Regions from separate parts of the Anas platyrhynchos genome. Here region 2 is linked to region 1. The links are chromatin contacts, called in public Hi-C maps. All regions are on one chromosome and are shown on one strand. Each heading gives the region's core, a stretch centred on a gene start, on an enhancer-like site or on the middle of the called end of the contact. The rest is flanking DNA. Distances are from core to core; before and after follow the strand shown. Region 1 overlaps MRPS31 (mitochondrial ribosomal protein S31). Region 2 overlaps LOC140001326 (a long non-coding RNA gene).

Evidence for each region. Hi-C and Micro-C count contacts between places; a contact is called where the count stands out from the background.
Region 2: a Hi-C map of skeletal muscle shows a contact between it and region 1, with 3 times the contacts expected there. The contact joins two enhancer-like sites. A contact is called at or near these places in 3 of 8 Hi-C or Micro-C datasets (liver, skeletal muscle and subcutaneous adipose tissue).

Annotation. Positions count from the first base shown.
Region 1 is chr1:179,855,435-179,861,294 of IASCAAS_PekinDuck_T2T, forward strand. It overlaps MRPS31 (mitochondrial ribosomal protein S31), which reads left to right. Exons shown (of 7, transcript XM_027470920.3): 6 at 1,382-1,525. Among named protein-coding and RNA genes, the nearest start is that of MRPS31, 16 kb to the left of the region's middle. Within about 2 kb of position 3,742, at least 2 of the 8 cell types and tissues checked have an H3K27ac peak or open chromatin away from gene starts, as enhancers often do.
Region 2 is chr1:180,128,313-180,134,172 of IASCAAS_PekinDuck_T2T, forward strand. It overlaps LOC140001326 (a long non-coding RNA gene), which reads left to right. Exons shown (of 5, transcript XR_011806449.1): 5 at 2,037-4,594. Among named protein-coding and RNA genes, the nearest start is that of COG6, 170 kb to the right of the region's middle. Within about 2 kb of position 3,584, at least 1 of the 8 cell types and tissues checked has an H3K27ac peak or open chromatin away from gene starts, as enhancers often do.

The DNA.
Region 1 (5,860 bases), core at 2,492-4,991:
TAGTTCATAACTGTTAGTGTAAAATCTCAGTATTATTTTCAGTTGCACAGAGGTGAAAATACCATTTATTTATGACCTTTACTGCAAGCTTGAGAACATGTGTTTCATCTCTCCTCTATTAGAAGATTTATTAGCAGCACGTTGTTAAAAGGTATTATTTAAGATGTGGACAATAATTTAATTCTGGTATCATTTTCTCATGTTGTCTTTTATCTGTTTATTCCTGCCTCCAGCCCTCAAATCAAAGTAGGCAGCTGGGGAATATAGTTCTGCATTTTTCCCTGTTAAGTAAGAAATAATTTGAAAAAGTATCTTCTGATTTGATGCAAAAAATGAAAACACTTTCCAGCATACAAAAATACTGTTTGCACTTTGAATGTTTTCTTAAAAGAAGGGGGAAGATTTTTATTTTTTTTAAATTTGAGTTGTAAGCCACGGAGCCAAAAATGAAATTATGTCTTAGTTTCAAATACTTAAGAGTAGTAAAATCATAACTGATTGGCCACAATCCACTTCAAATGGACTGTAACACTTGAATTCACACCAAAATCTCTGTCCTGGGGAGATTAGGGTGAATTGGTAACGGGAAGACAAGAAAACAGAGGGGAGCAGGACTTAGGCCAGCTCATGAAACAGCACCCCAAGGCACTCCCAGCTGTTCCTCCCTGTCCTGTGGTAACAGCTTGTTCCCTTTGTGTTCCCTTCGTTTCAGGGATGCGGTTCAGTCTGGGCTCATAACCAGTTCTCCGAGGGTGGAGGGGCAGGAACTCCCTGAGAGTGACTGCTGCCATGTGAATGCACTTGGATTTTAAAAATACACTCAGATTTATTTAGCAGGTTAGATACATCCCTAAAGGTGCTGTTGGACTGACAGAAAAATAGGACATCAGGATTTCTCAGGCCCAGGAAGCAGAAATCAGGCCTCCTAAGATGGTTGGGGAAGGGGTTGCCATCATTTATAGATTAAGAGTTGTCACCCTGAAGGAGAGTATGGTTGAGAAGTACCTGAGCACTGCTGTAGTAGGCAAGGTTGCTGTAGCAGAATGTACCAGTCAAGTTCAGAATTTGTTCTATATACAAGCTGGAAGACAGAAAGGGAAGAAAAAAAAAGTGAAAAAATCTTACTCTGGGTGAGGAGCCTAAAAATATACTGTCCTTTACTGGTTCAGAATTGTTTTAGATGGTTCCTAGTTCAATGAAATTTAATTTCAACAGACAATTCTCGCTCAAAAAAAGTGATGCTGGCCTCTAAGGTAGAAAAATTTGCATAACTAAGAGCACTGGTCTCTGGAAAGGTTAAGGCTAAAGGATATACATTGTGCTAGCCAACGAGAAATTTTTTGGCATGCTGATAGATCTTTAAAAAATTTTTGTGTTTTAGTATCTTCACCAACGATTTGGGATCTGGAATTTGCGAAGGAGATTGCAGCAGTGACTGACCAGCCTCCCCGAAACGGTTTTGAGGAGATGATCCAGTGGACAAAAGAGGGAATCCTGTGGGAGTTTCCAATTGACAATGAAGCAGGTATGGGCAGCGTTAACTTTTAATATTTGTCTGTATTTATCACTTTGGGGAATTTGTGTGTGTTCTGAGACTTTGACTGTTTTAACACGGTGTTTAGGATGATGAATCATGCATGTGATAGTAAACAAATGTAGCTTTCGAACGGTTCCAAGTCAGAGATTCTTCAGCTGAACTCATTCTGGCACTCCTCAGGTGAAGTCCTGCAGGTGGTTTGGCTGATCTGAGGGCTGCCTGCTGCCAGCACCGGGAGTTCTCCCTCCCTCCCTCCCTGTCCTGGTGCTTTCAACACCAGAGGGCTATTCAAGTCTGTTACGTAATACCTTTTACTATGAAAAAGAAGCTTCTAGCAGAGGAAGGAGACTCTCAAGACTGCCGTGGGTTTTATAATGCTTACTCTGTTCTTCAGTGTGGTTCTCGGACGCAGCGACGAGCCAAAGCCTAGTCAGCTGTTTGCCAGTTCCGTATCAGTACTGGCCGAGCGCTGAACAGTCATCTGCTCTCTGTTTTATCAGTTTCATAGGAAAAAAACAGTCTAAATATTCACTCATTCTGGGCATCTACCTTAACTAGATATCTTTGTGTGGTGTATTTGCTCCTATTTCCATTTATTAAAAAAAAAAAATCCTATTTCCATTTATTAAAAAAACCCCAACCACCACCACTAAATAAACAAACAAAAAAAGCCACCTCCCTGAAGTTAAGCCAGCAGAGAAAAGAGAGCACGTTAAGGAAGGACTACAGAAAGCAAGTGTACGCTTCAGGAATGGGGGTTTCATAATTTCAGGGAGAGATTGAGTGGTTTCTTTCTTTATTTTTTTAAAAAAGACATCAAACAGAACTACTTGAGAGTGATTCAGTCACTGAAAGCAAAACAGGTTAGTATCTGAAGCTGGGAGTCTTTGAAAAGCTGTCCTGTGCTGAATTGCAAATTGCATAATGTGCTTCATTGTCTCTTCATATTTATGCTCATCCTATTTTGGCAGTTTCTTCACAGAATTGAATCGCTGCTCCCAGAATCGATCTGTCCCGTCATGTAGAAGTCCAAGTATATTCTAGTCGTGTTTTTGCAAGCTGAAAACCGCTGCAGCCGATGGTTTTTGTGTTGTTGTAATGTGGCTGGAACCCTGCTGTCTGGGGCCCTCAGCGGACCGGGCGGCTTTGGCGGCCACTGGTTTTTCTGTTGGAGCAGCGTGGCCGGAACCGTGCTGTCTGGGCTGGGATGGCACACGGACAAAGAGCCTTCACAGATAGTTAGACAGGAATCTTTATTGAGTTGTCCACAAAGAGCGGTCATGTGGAAAATGCCGGCGGAGCGTTCCGAAATCTATCACCTCTCAGGTTGAAATATCAAGTCAGTGAATTGGGTTCGATCAAGCCGCCAGCTTTGTCCTGGCGCAGGCTGGTACTCAGACCAGCTACGTCCAAGTACAGTTGAAAACTTGAGAACCTCCTTCCAATTATTTCCACACACCGGAAAGAGTCAGTGGCTCTGCAGAAGAAAGATGCCCCTTCCCACCGTTAGCTCTGCAGTTTGATTGCAGTGAGCTCCCTCGATAGGAGGACGTTACCTCAGCTTGTTCTCTATCAAGAAATGTGTGATTATTTTTTTTCTTTTATGCAGAAGCAAGGGGCTCTAAAAACATCTCTGTAATTAAATTTTCTGTTGAGAAAGCTTGTGTGTTCAACTTCCAGCATTATGAAAGCCTTTAAAGTTTTAAATGAAATATGAAAAATAAGGAAGACAGCTTATAACTGCTTTTCTTGGCTTCAGAGCATCTCCAGTGTTCTCGTCTGAGCGCTTTACCAAGACACTGTGCTGAGCTTTGAGGCATCAGGGCAGGGTCATGATGTTTAAAACTTGTCCGGCCCTAATAGGAACATCTGAAGACGTGGCTAGACTTACTGGCTTGCTGCAGCAGCCAGTAAGTCTTCCCCCTTGCCCTGTTGTCAGCTCCTGCCTGCGTTTCTTTCCCTTTTCTGATACAGTTGAAGTCACTGTTAGGCAGCAAACTATCCTTTTTTTCTTTTTTTTTTTCTTTTCTCCTGCCTCTGATTAATTTTTACCAGATTAGCAAACCACTAGCATGGCTTGCGTAACATCATTCTCGCTCCTCCTTCTGTCTGGTTGCCTCTTCTGCTTCTAGCAGGGTTAGCTCCACTCCGTCATTTGCCGTGGCAAGAAGTTGGGGAAGAAGTTGATTTCTGACCTTTTAAAATGATGCCTGTGTATTCATGCCTCGATGACTCAAATCCTGAGGAGTGCAGTGGTTAGAAGGGCCAGTACGTGTTATTGGTGCAGCTTTGCTTTAGCAACCCATCCGGAGGAACAAATGCTTCTGGTATGTCAGAGATAGTTATGGCATAAGCAATAGGTATAGTGGAAGTCTTAGAAAATTACTGCCTTGGTTGCCTCTGATGGCTTTTGTAGGCAAAAAATTGCCAGGTCCTGCTCCGTCTGTTTTGCTGAGATGCTTTGCCCAGCATTGGGGCAGTTTACCAAGAGAGGTGGCAAATGTTACACAGTCGTTTTAGGGGAAGGGATTGTTTTGCTTATTTTTGGTCTGTTCTAGGGGCCTACTGTCAGGGCATGATTTATCTTGCTCAGAAAATATTTGGTCCTCTATTTACTGAGAATTTGTCATCAAGACACCCTATAAGAGTAGACACCCTATAAAACACCCTGTTTGCATTTGAGATGTTGCCTTTAAGGGAAGGCTGGACATTCCTTTGGAAGGGTTAATGTGTTAGCTAAAGAAATTTTTCTAGACTTTCTCTTTTGTAGTACACATGGAATTGGAAATAGGACGTTGAGAGTGACTTCTTGCTTTGAAATCGATAAAGAAAATCCTCTGCTTTAGGCTCCCACCATGCACGTCCTTTCAAATGAGGTTTCTGAGGACAGCTGAAGAGAGGGTGAGGGCAGTTGGGCAGTTGTGGTCTCTTTTTGTGATGCATACTTTACTTTTCTGAGGACTGAAATATGTGGTCCAAGTGAAGTATTTGGACTTAGCACTTCATCCCCAAACCATGTATCATGTCTTTGACAAATGAGAGATCACAACAGATGATGTAATGTTCCTCCTGACCTGAATTTTTGTGTGAGACTATAAATGATTTAATTTCCTTTAGATTAGAGATGAAAATTGGAGAAACTATTAACTAGACATACTCTCTTCCTCTATGTCCAAATGAAGAGCATCAGAAGAGCCCACACTTACTGGCGGCATTATTCAGATTCTTTCAGCAGTGGGTTCGTTGGTTTATTTCTCTTGGATTTTTGTGACCAACAGAAGCATGAAATCTGGAAAGGATGGTAGCTTGTGAACGCAACCATCGGCATCTAGGTACGGGGAGATTCCACCTCCCTGGGCTGGGGGAAGGTCAGCGTGGGTGGCATGGTAAAAAGATCATCTCTGTGCTTCTCTAAGTAGACGTAGCTTTTCAAGCATCATAGAAATACAAGTTCTGAAGCTGCTGTGATCTTTTTTATTTCTTTTAACATATCAGAAACAGGAGAGAGCTTGAGGAAGAAAGAAATACACTGTCTCTTTCAAAGACGAAGAGGATGAGTGGCGTGTAGCTGGCACTGGTAGACACTGCACATATTTCTGGGAAAGATGTGCAGGGAAAAATAGATGCGTTTCCCAGCTCCTTCAGGCAGTGCACTACCTAATGGAGGAAAGACAGAATGCAAACTTAATGAATGCGATAACACAGGTTGAGGGTCTTCTCCATCCCAGTATTATTCACCTAAAATTGAAGAAACTTTAACATATAAGGAAGCCTAGGACTGAGCTGGCTTCATTTTCTCATTTTTAATTCTGATGATTTAATGTTGGCAGATAACATATCATACCTTAGCTACTATAGGGAAAAAATGTACATCTGTGGCATAGACTTCCCATCTTTGTTGTGTGGAAGATTTCATGTGCAATAGTTCTCTCTGATAAATTTTTACCCAAAGTTGCAAGTGTAATTTACAAATACGTAGCAGATTAGGATCAAGTAAAGATTTTCATACATCTCTAACTGAAGGAAAATGTTTCAATTGCAAATCCCATTTTTCTGTGTATTTTTCTTTTTCTTTCTTTCTTTTTTTTAATCCCAGGAACTGCAAAAGCAACTTTTTTTTTTTTTCTATATGAAGGAATTTGTGCTTTGAGTCTTCTTGTGTATGCTAGCATCATCATATGAACATCTACAGCTGAAATCCACAGGATGGAGGACAAAAAACTGCCATAGGATCTGAGCTATATTTGATTAGAGATCTACAATAATCCCCTGTTCTATGTTTCTATGCAACCGAACGCTTTTGAATGCAACATTTTTTGCATT
Region 2 (5,860 bases), core at 2,334-4,833, 270 kb after region 1:
TACCCGCTGCTTGTTACCTCTGTTTGATATTTCAACCTGTCCTCTTCCAATGGCACCTGCAGGGGTTTGGAGTAATTCCTGTTGTTGAATGAGGTTGCTGTTCTTTTCTCTTCCTTCTCCTTTCTGGACCACGGTACTTTGGTAGCTCTTCAGGGACCCATCAAAGAAGATGGATGGGAAAGTGATTTTGTGATATACAAATCCTGCCAATAAGAACCAGTTTACCGGGTTTCTGCCTGACTGGAACAGTGCCACCATTGATAAATCTTTGCAGAAGGCAGCAGTAGGATTTAAGTTGTAGTAGTTACATATATTTATTTTAAAAAAATCATATTATGTTGTATTTCAGTTAGAGTTTGCTTTCTTGTCACCATTTCAGAAGGAGTTAACAAATGTTAAAGATAGAGCTCGCCTAAGGAAAGAATGGATGTTTCTCCCTTTGAATTTCACAATCAACCCCAGTACTGGAAGAAAGTCTTATGTATGTGTGTTTCTTGGAAGGAAGAGATGTCAAATGCTGAAAAATTCAAGAAAAAAAAAATGGCTCTGATATATCCAACACATAGTTGGCTTAATAGAAATGAAACATTGCAGAAAGGATTGCGCTTACCACAGGCCACAGAAGGAGGGTTTGTTTTAATAACTTAAGGAAAGAAGAAAAGGAATAACAACTTTACGTGAATCAAAAAATCTGACTCTCAAAAAATCTAACTGTGTCTTAGGGAAATTCCTATTTCTTTTCATTGCTAGCCTGATCTGTTCTTTGAAGTTTGATTTACTGCCACTTCAAGACAGAGGAGATTTAGCTGTTGTTGATGTTAAATCTCTTTTCAACAAATAAATACAGTATTTTTCCCCCTAATTTCTATTAGTTGGGATATATTTGAAACCGTAGTATTTTTGAGATCTTATTGTTCAGTGTTATAAACATTCACCTGTTCAGCTACAACAATTATAAAAATACCAGTTTGCCTAATTCATACTTTAGCAGCAACAAGACCTCAAGCTCCAAGTTACTAAATGCTTTATTATTAATTATTAGTTAAACATTTGCTTATTTGTTTATCTGCTTGGTTTTGCTCTAACACACACAAAAGTATCCAGATTTCTGCTCTACCTGGTCTTTCTAGAGTGGCAGTTTGGCATAGTTAAATGCAAATGAAATTAAAGCAATTTCTGCCGCTATTGGCATGACACAAACACATCTAGCCACCAACAAGCCCTCCCCCTGCCACATCTGCAAGCTCTGCTACTCATGCAGTTTGGGAACCCACAGCCCATGGGGCTCAGATCTTGAGGAGAGTTAGGATTTCATATTCCTCTGCCACTGAAGTGGGACAGACGAAAAGAGAGAACAGTGATATTGCTGGAATTTAACATTTTAGCAGTAGGTCCTAACATTGCAGAGACATCACTAGTAAAGGATTTAATGTTTCCACGTGTTCAAAAACCAGAGAAAGGCAGCTAGAACTCATGCTGATGGTAAACGAGCTTGCGCATAAGATTCTGGCAAAACCACCCCCCAAAAATTTCTAGTACTACAATATCAGACCTTCTTATTGCCTGTTGTTGGCTTGGGAATCAGTTTGTGCTTGTTCATGTTATGCTTGCAATAGTTGTCTCCATTCTTGCATCTGAATTTCTTGAATGTTTTTCCCCACTTCTTCTCTTTCTTGATACTTTATGTGTTCTCTTCTTTTTCTCCCTCTTGAGGATGTGTTTTTATAAGTAAAATACACTGTCTATTGAGGATACAGTAGAAACAATGTCTGTACAGTGACTGGTCCTTTGAATGCAAGGTCTGGCAAGTCAATGAGGCTAATTTTTCTTCTACTGACGTCAATATGTTTACAGTGATGTGAATGACTGGAAAACAGAAAACATTTGGGAAGGAGTCTTTAATTTGTTTATTATTAAATTAAATACAATTAATTAATTATTTCCCCTATGTAAGGTTTAATATAGAAAAACTGGGGAGAAAACTGAACAGGAATTTTTACCTGATTTTTATTTATTTATTATTTTTTTTTTAACAGATTGAGAAAGATAAGGGGACAAGTTCTCAGTAGGTGAATACCGGTGTTCAGAAGAGATATTCAGAGATATCAGCATTTAGAAGTTCTCAGATAAAAAAAAAACACATATCCTGGTATGTCCTTTTCTACTTTGCTTGCCTCTCATAAAGGTTCCTCTTCCAAGGAGTAGACAGCATACCAATGAATATCAGCCTAGTAGTGTAAAACACAGTTCCCAAATGGCATGGCACACATATCATTAGCAATGCGAGATCTACATCAAAGTTGTAGATAAATGCTACTGAAATAGCCTTTTTTTTTTTTTTTTTTTTAAGGTTCTTGTACATGTATGCAGCTCTGCACAGAGCTGCTGCTGCTTTGCGTCGTGCCCGAGCAAACTGCTCCCAGGAGTCCCTCATCTCATTGCTTTGAAGTTTGCCCTTAAGTATGGCTACAAGCAAATGTGTGCTGCTCTTTTTCTGCCTTCCAGTTAGGTTAGGCTCAACTTTTGGTACACAGAGAGTGTCTTATCCAGTGTGTATTTGCTTTAGGAACAGCAGTGTGGAATACACTGAAGAACAAGTGGGCCTGGGGAAAAAAACTCAAAATTAAGGAAATAAAAGCACTCAAACCTGAATGGATATAAAGTTTCTACACCCTGCCATTTCTGTTAAGTTTAGTGTTCAAATAGCTGGTTTACTGCTAAGAGAAATACCTGACAAGCCCCAGATTTTGTGAAAAGAGACTGCATGCAAAAAGAGGATTCAGGCACACAACCACGTTGCTCAGTGTTCACCCTCGAGGCTTGCAATATCACAAGGAATCTTACGAAATGACAGCTTCATTTCCATGCCATGCACAGTATACATTACACCTTGTGTAAATTGCTGTAAGGGCGCAAAACTCTTTTCTTGGATCCTTCAGGCACCAAGGAGCTTTGATATTTGCTCTTTGATACTGTCAACTGTGAGAGATCTTCACATGTAGGAAAGGCAAAATATCAGTACTGAGTGCTGGCGTATTCTGATCTGGGAGGAAAGTCTTGCCCCAAGAGCATTTTAAACTGCAAAATTTTAACTGTTTCATTGAATTTTTACTAGATTTTTGACATTCTGGCAATGCAGGAGCACCACTGGTGACCTGGAGGAGATTTGTGTTAAGCAGTGGGGGATGTGGCCAGACTGTCTTGAAGGGAATGAGCCGTAAGTGCTGAGCCTGCAGGGATCACCCTCTGAAAATGATGCGTTTAGCAGCGTATAGCTGGTGTGGGTCTCCTGGTTTGGATGACTCCCAGTTCATACACGGAAATGAGAACCAAGGCTGGGGGACTTGCTGCAGGTCACTTCCAGTTACATGCCTTGGTATGGCCAGTTGGCTGCTGCAGAGTCCGACTGAGCTTTGTGAAGGGAAAAGGGAACAGGATTTCCACTGAATGCAGACCATTTCAGACCTGGGACCAAGCCTTTCCATAGGATGTGCGCAAAGGCGGCTACCGCAGAAGAGTATAGTACAAAAGCTCATGAAGCTTATGAAATACAACTGGCCCTGATCGTCTTTCATGCTAGTATGAGTTACACACAGTCCAGGACACCCTGTTTCTCAGAAATGAGGACAGCAGTCCAGGAATGAAAGCCAACCCTGTGTCTGCTGCCAAAAGAAAATGAAGAAAAATGTTAGCAAAGCCGTATATCAGTGACCACAACTTAATTTCTCTCTATATAATGGAATTAGCCATTCTGATGCTTTTCTTTTTTTTTTTTTTTTTTTTTTTTGGTGGTGATGGTGGGGGGGAAGCCCCAAAATATCATCACTTTCCCTGTTAGAGAATGTGACTCTAGTTTTATTTTAAGTGCCATTCCTAGGGAGTGTTTTTTAAATAACCAAGACTGATTATTGAAAAAGAAAAGAAATTGGTAATCCACTTCTGCCCCATAATTGTCTTTGCTGTAAGTGTGTTCATCATGATCTCTGGTCTGACTAAATATTGCAGGAAAGTAGTGAGGTAGTGAGCTCTATATTTAATTCCTTCACCTGATTTTTTAAAACTCTCAGTAACAAGAACTGTTGTTTATATGCTGTGGTTTGAAACTGTGTTGGAGGCCTATTCCCCAAAGCCTTAAATACATCCAGAAGGCTGCAAGAAATCTCTTGGATTTCATCTACTCCTGTTTTCGAAACATCACGAGCAAGAGGAGCTTTGTGAGCAGTAGGCTTGCTGTGCATCTTTTTGATCATTCAGAGTGAGTTTTAATTTAAGCTGGCACTTGTAGTTGGGAGCATCGCATTGATAAAAAATAAATCGCTTCAGGTATTTTTTGTGGTTTCTCATTTTCTGAAGCCTGGCTTATTTCGCAGGAGGCTTAGCATGAACAAAGTAATCTCATTTAATGTGGTTACATGCTAGAGCACAGTTGCCTCTGTGCCATGGTATGGAGTGCATCGCACGGGGCCTTAAGCTGGGGGCACTTCTGAGAGATTTGTGGGGCTAATAAAGCAGCAGACAAGCTTGGCTGTGGAGGGGGGGCTGTCTCCTGAAAAACTAAGTAGCAAGATTTCCTTTTTTTTTTTTTTTTTTTTTTTACATCATTTTGGACAATTCAGCAGGTGGATGAACTGCTGCATCCCCTGAGGACCCGGTCTGCGATGCACAGCCTGGCTCAGTCCTACTTCTTGTAAGGCTGAGACCTGGGTGCACACACCCACCTCAGCACATCTTTCTGCATGGTGGGGAGGACAGTGAGTTTCCAGAGGTCTCCTGGTGGCTATGGCTGTGGGACACCTCAGCATGAACACCTAGCAATCCCTGATGTGCTCAGGGATTTAAGACTACAAGCAGCTGGAAGATAACATATTAGGAAGCTCAATAGTAGCCAGCGCAGCCAGACCCAGGGATTAATCATATCAGCGCGTTATTAATAACAGGAGATATTGTATGTCCTGCATGCATATGTGCTCATATGTCTTACAAATAGATCTGCCCGTGTGTGGTCCAGCCACTGAGAAATGAGATCACCCGTGTCACCGGAGGTTTGTCTTTGTTTATAAGTCAAGTAGTAAATTATACAAAACAGTAGTATTTACTAAGCTGACATTTCGAACCAGAAGACAATGTGTTATGGGCTATGTTGTGCTTTCAGTTTTGAATGGCTTTGCTTACATCAGTGTTTAAACTGGCAAAGTGCACACAAATGCAAGGTCAGACAAAGTTTAAGCTAAAGTATTCTGTGCCATTTCTTCAAGTGGATGCTAGAAACTTAAAATAAATACACTCTGTTCAGCTGCCCTTTGGGTATTCTAGCATTTTAAGTTACACCTGAGATAAGCCTACTAAAATAGTTTAAAAGAAGAAGAAACCTTTTTTTTTTTTTTTTTTTTTTTTTTTTTTCACCTCTGGGTGTGGGATGAGGTTATTTTGTTCCTCCTGTACTCTCAGGGAAGTTATTTCCCCTGTTTTTCTTGGTTGCTCACAAAGCAAAAGGGGAAAGGGGAAAAAGATCAGTCATGACAGAAATACAAAAATACTTGGGAATGTAGAACCACAGTGTGCTCCAATGATATTTCAGTGTTGCTTTAAAACACCACCAGCATGTTTTGGTTTGCACTCTGTTTTTGAAGGACAGCTTTGTCAATTTGAGTCTTCTTGGCTCCATTTGAATCAATGACAAAACAATAATCAGTTTCAGGAAAAAAAAAAATATTATTTCCACTGGGAACAAATTCTTTTTACTTGAGACTTAACCTGCACACTTCCTCCGGCTCCGAGTTCCTCAGACCCGATGGCTGACTAACAGAATATAACTTTGCACTCATTTAAAATGCAATTGCAGAACACACCAGAGAAAGTC